Regions from separate parts of the Sus scrofa genome. Here all the other regions are linked to region 2. A link is a contact called in public Hi-C data. All regions are on one chromosome and are shown on one strand. The core of a region is the stretch at or near the end of the contact, and the rest is flanking DNA. Distances in the headings are between cores, read along the strand shown. Region 1 overlaps LOC102160723 (a long non-coding RNA gene). Region 2 has its middle 20 kb from the start of CKAP4. Region 3 overlaps LOC106507478 (a long non-coding RNA gene).

Region 1 (2,947 bases), core at 321-2,820, 420 kb before region 2:
AAGGTGCCATCTCTCTCTCAGATGCATCTCTCTCTCTGTAGTAATAGTAGAGCCAGAAGATAGGCTCCTAGCTCCCTATGACTTCACGAGATCAACACCTCAGCTGGGGTCTGCTAGCTCCTGGCATCGGTTACCTGTGGAATGAATTCTTGGGCACTTAAGATGCTCTCATTTTGGATTTTCTCTCATCGGCAGCTAAACCTATTATGAAGGAGTTAGGTGTTTTACAGAGATTATTTCAGTTAACCTTCGCAATATCCCTGTGAGTTAGGTATTATTATCATGAATGGAGGTGGCATCGTTGGGGTCGAACCCATGGACTGTCTGGCTCCTGTTATATAAAATGAGGGTGATCCTCTGTTTTGAATGAATTCATGCTTTTCCATCCACTTGGGAGTTATGGACTTTATCCTTTGTAAAGATTTCTTTAGGTCATTCTTTTTTTTTCTTCTTCTGCCTTTTTACCTTTTCACACACCTACATACAGCATATGGAAGTTCCTGAGCCAGGGGTTGAAAATGGAGCTGCAGCTGCAGTGTCTCACAGCCACAGCAACACCAGATCCAGCTGCATATGCAGCCTGTTGCCACAGCTTGCAGCCACGCCAGATCCTTAACCCACTGAGTGAGGCCAGGGGTCAAACCGGCATCATCATGGAAACCACATCGGGTCCTTAACCCACTGAGCCACAATGGGAACTCCCTACGTCATTCTTTCTATCTTCTTGTAAGCATTTTTAATGTGATCAGGATTTATGGTTGGACCAGAAACCAGGAAAACCTTGTCCCTGAAGATTTTAGCCCAAAGGAGGCCTAACTGGTATCCTCCCAACCAGAGTGGACGTGCTGCTGCTCTCTGGCATCTGTGTAACAGGTGTTGTGCTTTAGAGAAATGCCAGCATTTCCTCTGTCCTGTCTTGTCCTTGAGATGCTGTGAGACCAAGGCAGGACTGCTGACATTTCCATTATTTTGGGAGAAGACCGAGGCTCCCAGGGTTAGCTCTGAGCACAGCCAGTAGGAGGCCACTGAGGACTTTTCATTTGTGTTCAGGATTCAAGACTGGGGGCCACTCTTTCCTGCTGGGGGAGGTTGGGGGAACCAATGTAATAAATAATACCCTGGAGAGATTTTAGATCAACAGAGAAAACCTCCGTCATATCGCTCTCAATATATTTCTTTTAATTCAGTTCCAATTTTCAAACTTATATACATTTTTATACCAAGAATTCTAAAGAACTCTCAAAACCAAACCAAACTCAGTAAGAAGGTTACAGGTACTTGTTTATCTGTTTTTCAGGGATGTAAAAGAGCCGTCATGCAAATCAACTTTATCTGGAGTTCTTAAGTATTTGTAAAAAGCCAATTCAATTTCGAATCAGTATCTCTTGGATTCCTTTATGAGACACTAAGCTCAACGGTGTCCTTGCCTTTCATGTAATGAAACTCATCTCACCTTAAGAGGATCATGTCATTTTGCACATCAGTGAATAAGCCTCACAACTCCATTTCAACCCACAGCAAACGCCCTTGAGGTTAGAGCTTGATGGTTAAACACAAAAGGTCCCAATGCCCCAAGATTCCACAGATGCCTGTTGAATTACCCTGATGCCCACAGACTGCAACTGCTTAACAAAAGAGGTTTCTCCTCCCTGCCACCCCCTGCACTCCCACCCCCACCACCACTAAAGGAGAAAAAAAGCCCCCGAACTTCAAACAGTGCACCTGGCTGTAATCTTTTTTTACTTGAACTAATTGCTATTTGCAGTGGCATAAGGTTGGGGGGGGGGGCAGGAGAGGGGGTGGGGACTCCTCCGGCTAATAATGAAGTATCAAACCACAAAATGATTTCATACAGTTGGTTGTTCCATTCCAGGGCAGCCAACATCTTACATTAATTTTCAGTTGCAGGAAATATAGTCCTCATACAAAGAAATACATTCCTAACAAGGTACAGGAATTAATTTTCCAAATGCCCTTAATGCAAAAGCAGGCAAAGAGTTTCAAGTTGTTTCAGAGTTTTGGAGCGACTTTTACAGATGTCTGAAAATGACTGGACTTTTTAAAAGCTTTAATGTTCTTAAAAGGAGAAAACCCCTTTTAAGAGTTTATAATTGACTACGGTTTTCATTATGCTTTCATGTTTATGAATTTTTATTTGATGTCTGTCTCACCAATTAGATTGCACATGTTATAGTCACCACCACATCCTCAGCATCCTACAGAATGCCTGACACAGGGCAGGTGTTCAGTAAATCTTTGTTGATCAAGCGAATGAATGAAACCCAGGGCTATAGACAATTCTTTAAATGTTTGCAATTATATCCTGTCACCAAATGATTAAAAGGGAAGAGATGGGAGGGAATTGAGAAAATTCTATAAATTGGATTGTTTATAGAGTGCCTTATCAAAGAGGAAATATTTTCATATATAGTAATAGTAACGACCAGTATTGTTATTATTGTTGTTTTACTATTAGTAGTAGCAATAGCAGTGGGGAGGTGGTAGTGGCCTTGCATGACTACTGTATGCCAGGTGTTGGGCTTAGCTCTGTGCATAAATCCTCCTTTATTTTCACAGCATCTCTATGGGATAGTTATTATTACAATCTTTGCTTCCCAGATGAGAAAACTTAGGCAAAGATACATTAAGTAACTTTCTGAAGACCTAGCCTTCCCGTAGCTAGGAAGTGGCAGAGCTGAGACTAAACTTCAGCCCATCTGCAGCCTTTCTTTTCTTTTCTTTTTTGTTTTTTTTGTCTTTTTTAGGGCCGCACCTGCAGCATATGGAGGTTCCCAGGCTAGGGGTCGAATCAGAGCTGTAGCCGCCAGCCTACATCAGAGCCACAGCAACGCGGAATCCGAGCCGTGTCTGTGACTTATACCACAGCTCACGGCAACGCCGGATCCTTAACCCACTGAGCAAGGCCAGGGATCGAACCTGCAACCTC
Region 2 (3,075 bases), core at 413-2,912:
CTGAGAACTAGAAGAGAAAACACCTGTGCCTCTTCCCCCAAATACAAAGTGTTTTCCAGAGACAGTCTGCTATGGGGTCTTTAGTTGCCAAGAATGCATTTAACAAGAGCTTGTCCAGAACTCAGGAGAGAGGTCTGGGCTGGAGAAGAAATCTTGGTGTCCTCAGCCTATGGAGGTGGCATGCTGAGCCCAGGAGCAGATGGCATCACCCAGGAAGAGAAGATAGAACAAGGAGAGAGGACTGCCCATGACCAAGCCCGTCACACACTTGTGAGGAATAAGCGAGTTAAGGCATGAAAACAACAATATCACCAAACATTTAATCAGCACTTGTTGTATATTAGCACTTAGTAATTTCAGACAGGTGGGTATATTTAGTCCCTGTATCCACCTCAGCCAGACGTGGAAGTAGAGGTAATGATTTTTTTTTAAGTGTTTTCTTCTGGGATTTTTTCCTCTCTACATGTACTAGTCTCTGCAATGTAGACCTGAGTGTATATATTCAGCAAATCTTTATCAGGTGTCTACCCACCCTGGGCTAAGCACTTTCATCCTCACAAACACTGTGTAAGGCAGGTACTATTATAATCACCTCCATCTTACAGGTGAGGAAATGAGGCAATAAGAAGTTTAGGTAACTTGCCTGGAGTCACACACCCAGATGGTCAAGCTCCAGAGCCAGTGTTCCTAGCCACTAGGCCATCCTGCCCCCACTAGCTCTAAGAAGTCCAAGGGTAGTAACAGGAAGTGAGGCAAGAGGTCCACAGCCAACGGATGCAGGAACAGGCTGGGAAATTGGAAGCTCACTAGGAGGCTCCTGAACAAGGCTCACAGGTCCAAAGTTTATACCTTTGCAGCTGGCTTTTGGGTGAGTCTGGCAGAATTAGAGGCCTATGGAGATGCATAGACACCAAACCACTGAAAATGCCCATCCATCTTCTAATGACAAGCCTGACCCTTAGTGCTCTCTTAAGATACAACCTCACTGTCTCTGACTTCAGGACACCCTAACAAGTGACTTCAATGGAAAAAGACTCTGCCCCAAATCAGCAGGGGCCCCCAGAACTTTGATGGGGTTTCTAAAGCATAGCAAGGCACCCTGTTCAGTGGAGCTCCTGAGCCAGAAAGGGTTTTGCCTGCTGACTTCACTTTTTAATCTCTGCCAAGGGGTACCCCGTGGCCACCACAGGCTCTCCATCAAGCCATTTCTGGAAGGATTTCCACCAAGAAAAAAATAGGCTCTGCTATGACACAATGCAAGGATGGGTAAGCCACCAGTGCGTGGTATGTGTGGTAATTTTGAATACTTCCCCTGGATTAAGCAACTGCCCCCAGCAAGGGTAGGAGCAGGCTATAATGCCAAACTATTTGGGGTGGTTTGACATGCTGCCCAAATGCGAGCACATGACCCTAAAAGAGACACTTTAAGGCTTTTTACCCCCTGCAGGATTCAAACCTTAGAAAGGTTTGGGCCATCACAAAAGAAACCTCTCAGCTGCCTACACCACCACCCCATTCTCGCCATCCCCCACCGCTCCCCCACATCTGGTTTCTTACATAGACCTACTTGGAGTTCTTGGCTAGTTCATCCCGATCCTCTCCTGACAGGATCTCAGAACCTTAGAACTGGAGGGGGCTATCAGGAAAATGCGCCAAGCTTATTTTGCAGATCACCGCTAGCAGAGTGGACTAGAACCTGCGGCTCCGGAACTAATCTCCTCTCCGTCCTTTGCACTACACTGCCCTCTAGTGGCATTGAAAGGAAATTGGCTCTTGGGTCTGCATCCAGTTTTTAAGGCTCTGACACTTCCTCGGGGATTTGGGGCTCTAGGCTGTGTCTCTCTCTCTGAAAGTCTCACTCACTCTCTCTTGCACCCATTTTGACCTCAAGGGGCCTGATTCCTCCCTGGGAAGGACGAGAGGAAGGGAGACATCTGTGGAAGGAGGTAAGGTGGAGCTGGCCCTGGTTCTTGGCTAGCAGAGCCCCTGTTCTTGGCAGGAAAAACCATATTGCACGCAGAGAGAACCCAAAGATCTTCTCTGATATAAAAAGCTGTGAAGTCACAAGCTTTAAAAGGGATCTCCAAAGAGCCCCAAGTTTCTATTTCTCAGGGTGACCATTTCTATTATTTCATCTCCTACCCTAGAAGGATCAAAATCCCAAATGCCTTTGAAAGCCAGACAAGAATCCTAAGTGGATGGAGATGCAGGAGTGAGTGGGGGATGGGAACTGTGAGTATCTAGAGGACACACACAACCTGAAGAGCCTCAGACTCAAAATTCTAAACACATCTTTTTCTGGCCATCCGCAGGTGGGCTCATTTCACAAGACTCATATTTTCAATTTCCTGCCTTACTGTCAATTTTCCAGTAATATGTACTGAACACTTTCTGGTGTGGTGGGCACCGTTCTCCATACTGCAGGTGTAGTGACTGTGTTAAAGGTCACACAACTCTGTGAAGTAGGTGTTAACAGCACCATCTCTGTTAATAATGGGAAACTGAGGCCTTCGGCAGTTGTCCCTCTGTCAGACCGTTAGCCAGTGGTCTGGCCAGGATCTGAGCTCAGATAATCTGCCTCTAAAACCCAGTTTCTTTACCATCAGTATTATATACACAGCACAAGTATGTACAGCTGTAGCCTTGGACATTATGGGATGCCAGCTCTATCACTATGGCAAAGAGAATGTGATTTAGCGGACCAAGAAGAGATGTTAGAGACAGACGGATGTGAGTCTGAATCCTGGCCCCAACAACTACCTACAAATTAATAAAACCTTCTTAGCTGCAGTGAATGATCAGCAAAGCAGCGATCACTGTTCTTCCTCCCCAGGATAATCACCAGGATTAAGTGAGATAAGAAATGTGTTTTACCTACTGTGTGACATAAAACACAGATACACAATTATGGGCGACTGCTACTTATGTTAATGCCTAAGCATTCAGCACTGGACTGAGCTGCTTCAGGGGTCAGTGCTTGCCCTTCTGAACTAGCTGGACGTGGGAAGGACAAGGCCTTTAGGACTCTCTAAGCTTCTATTAACAAAAGATGCCTATTAACAAAACCCTTTATTA
Region 3 (3,026 bases), core at 457-2,956, 320 kb before region 2:
CCTTAACCCAACTAATCGAACCGGCAACCTCATGTTTCCTAGTTGGATTCGTTTCCACTGTGCCACAACAGGAGCTCCTGGTCAGCTTTCTAATAGTTATTTAGAGAAACTATGCATCTCACTGAGGGAAACTTCCGAAACATGAGTGTGTGTGCATAGTCTTTCCTCTTGCACGCGTTGGTTTCTCCAAACTCCTTCCTACCGTGGAGCCTTTGCACATGCTGCTTCCTCTAACTGGATTATGCTCGCCTCCCCTCTCACTGTCTCCTCAATACCTACTTTACTTCAGATCTAAGCCAAGTGTCGCTTTACCACGGATGCCTTTCTAATCCTCCAGATTTGATTTTGCACCCTTGTAGTCAGCAATGGCAACACCCTCTACCTCTCTTACTAGTACTTATCCCAAGTAAAATTTAAAACACCGTTTTATGTAAATATCTATCTCATTTCTTCCCAGCTGTGCTACAAGCCTCATGGAGGCAAAGCCCTCATCCGTGTTGCTCACTGCTGTGTCCCGAGCACCCAGCGTAGTATCTGGCATATATCCTAGCTACCCAGCGAATGTGGATTATATGATGAACAAATGAACACATATATAAAATAATTGTCCCAACTTAACATATCTTTTAGTGACATAACTGAAAACAACAACAACAAACCCTGGCAAACCCTCTTACATGATTTTTCTCATCTCTGCCTCACAAAAACACTGAAAGAGAATATTCTTATCTTGGAGTTCCCATCATGGCTCAGTGATTAACAAATCTGACTGGCATCCATGAGGACGCAGATTTGATGTCTGGCCTTGGTAAGTGGGTTAAGGATCCAGCAATATACTGAGCTGTGGTGTACGCTGCAGATGTGGCTCGGATCCTGCATTGCTGTGGCTATGGCGTAGACCGGCAGCTATAGCTCCGATTAGACCCCTAGCCTGGGAACCTCCATATGCCGTGGGTGTGGCCCTTAAAAAAAAAAAAAAAGATATTCTTATCCCAAGTAACATCCATCACAGAAAACCGCAGTCAGCCAAAAGGCTGCAGCCATTCCGTAAACAGCGCAGCTCACGGAGCTACTTTATTTTAGGGAGGAACCAGGGTTTGGCATATGCCCCTGAGATGGAAACCGTTTTTAAAAATATTCAAGCCAGAGAAAGGAGGTGCATGGCATTGGCTTGGGGAAGCTGTCTGCCCCTTTCCAACATTCGTGCCAGGGCCCTGACACTGAGGGGGCCCCTTCAAGGGCGGGAGTGTCTCAGGAATAGCAGAAAAGGGAAAATTCTCTATTGATAGATTTCACCTTACCAGGCACCAGGCCGCCTTTCCCTAAATGCCACAAATAGAATGCAAATAGGTTTAAAATAAGTTTCTTAATGACTGTGGTAAGTTTAAGAAGTAAGCAAGGCTCACTGTGTCAGCTTCAAAGGCTACACCTTAGGTGTGACCAGAAGCACATCAAAGCCTGGGACCTGCAGAGGGAGCCTCCTCACCCACCCACCCTCCCAGCCCCCTGTTGGAAAAACAAACAGTTGTTATCCAATCAAGACAAGGTACCCCGAAAATTTGACATTAAAACGAGGCAAAAGAATATTCCAGTCTGTAAGACAGCTCCAGTATCTTCTTTTAAAAGAATGGGTCTGAGAGCTGAATGAGACTGGGGAGTTCATTTCATCACCCTTTCATTCTAACAGGAAGAATCCGAGTCTCAGCGGGGTTAGGCCACTTGCCAGAGGTCCCAGAGCTAGGGAGCTTTAGAGCCTGGAGTCAAATCCAGGCCCCTGAGAAATTGTACTAAGTTATATTTAGAATAAATTTTCGTTAAGGAATTCCACTTATGCTTAAAATGTTGCAAACCCCGAGAGAACACAGGTCCCACCCTAACGGGGACGAAAAATGCTGGCTAATTTATGAAAGCATCACTTTTCCCGAGACTGTCAAGAGAGCGGAAGTTGCAAAGCTACTTAGGAAACTGCATTCCAAGGAGCCGCACACTCCCGAAGCGGCAGGTGGCACAGCCCTCTCACCTCCGCAGGAGGATGGGAGCGAGGGAGCCGCTGTTCCAGGGGCCGGTGGGCGAGGAGATCCGCTCGGACGCTCCCCATTCTCAAAGGCCAGCGTGGCCTTCGGAGGGGCTGGGCGGCCAGGTGCGGTGGGAGGCGGCCCCGCTCACGAGGCCTGTCCCTCCGCGGGCCTCCCCTGCGTGTTCGTGGGAAAGACGAATGACACGCCAGAGGCTAGAGAGCCCCAGTGGTGGCACAGGCAGGCAGGAGGGGACAGGCACAAAGCCTCATGGCTTTCCAGGTCCTTCTCCTCAGAAAGCCAAGCCTGAAGGTGCTGGGGGAGCCGAGGCAAGCTTCTGGTCCACAGGCCCAGACAGCAATCCATTGCTCTGGGTCGGGGGTGGAAATAAGACCTCCTCCCTGGGGAAAGGAAGCCAGGCGCTGTGCGCCCAGGATGGCGAACTGGCGCCAAGCTGAAGTTGGCCACCTCTGGGGAGAGAGGATTTGACTGCTGGGCTGCTGTGCCACAAACGAGGGGCTTCAGCAACAGAAATCTGTGCTCTCACACTTCTGGAGGCCAGAGGTCAGGAATCAAGATGTGCACGGGGTTCGTTCCTTCTGGATGGAGGCTCTGGGGAAGAGCCTGTCTCTCCCGGGCCCCTCTCCCAGCTTCCCTGGGCGCCAGCAGCCAGCCTTGGGGTTCTTTGCACTGTAGCCGCGTGCCTCCGATCCTGCCTCGGCCACACGGCTGTCTTCCCTCCGTGTGTCTGTGTGTCTGTCTCCCTCTCTTTTCCCTCACACAGACGCCGGTCACTGGCTTTAGGGCCCACCCTTGTCCAGGAGACCCTCATCCTAACTCCATCTGCAAAGATCTCACTTCCAATAAAGTCCCATCCTGAGGTTTCAGGTGGACATGAATTTGGGGGAGGGGACACTCAGCCCAGTACAGAGAAGAGGAAACCCTTCCTGCCCAGGGTCACCCGCAGCCTCCCGCCAGAGTCTGGCTACCACTGAAAGAGGGGAAGAGATG

The links. Hi-C and Micro-C count contacts between places; a contact is called where the count stands out from the background.
Region 1: a contact with region 2 is called in a Hi-C map of embryonic fibroblasts, with 2.7 times the contacts expected there. The contact joins two enhancer-like sites. A contact is called at or near these places in 3 of 47 Hi-C or Micro-C datasets (embryonic fibroblasts, fibroblasts and subcutaneous adipose tissue).
Region 3: a Hi-C map of embryonic fibroblasts shows a contact between it and region 2, with 4 times the contacts expected there. The contact joins two enhancer-like sites. A contact is called at or near these places in 2 of 47 Hi-C or Micro-C datasets (embryonic fibroblasts and fibroblasts).

What each region holds. Positions count from the first base shown.
Region 1 is chr5:14,455,259-14,458,205 of Sscrofa11.1, reverse strand. The region is part of intron 2 of LOC102160723 (a long non-coding RNA gene); the gene reads left to right. Among named protein-coding and RNA genes, the nearest start is that of C5H12orf75, 300 kb to the left of the region's middle. Within about 2 kb of position 1,570, at least 5 of the 83 cell types and tissues checked have an H3K27ac peak or open chromatin away from gene starts, as enhancers often do. A contact at or near this core is called in embryonic fibroblasts, where this site is marked.
Region 2 is chr5:14,039,323-14,042,397 of Sscrofa11.1, reverse strand. No RefSeq gene overlaps it. Among named protein-coding and RNA genes, the nearest start is that of CKAP4, 20 kb to the right of the region's middle. Within about 2 kb of position 1,662, at least 4 of the 83 cell types and tissues checked have an H3K27ac peak or open chromatin away from gene starts, as enhancers often do. A contact at or near this core is called in embryonic fibroblasts, where this site is marked.
Region 3 is chr5:14,358,866-14,361,891 of Sscrofa11.1, reverse strand. All of the region lies in intron 2 of LOC106507478 (a long non-coding RNA gene), which reads left to right. Among named protein-coding and RNA genes, the nearest start is that of NUAK1, 270 kb to the right of the region's middle. Within about 2 kb of position 1,706, at least 8 of the 83 cell types and tissues checked have an H3K27ac peak or open chromatin away from gene starts, as enhancers often do. A contact at or near this core is called in embryonic fibroblasts, where this site is marked.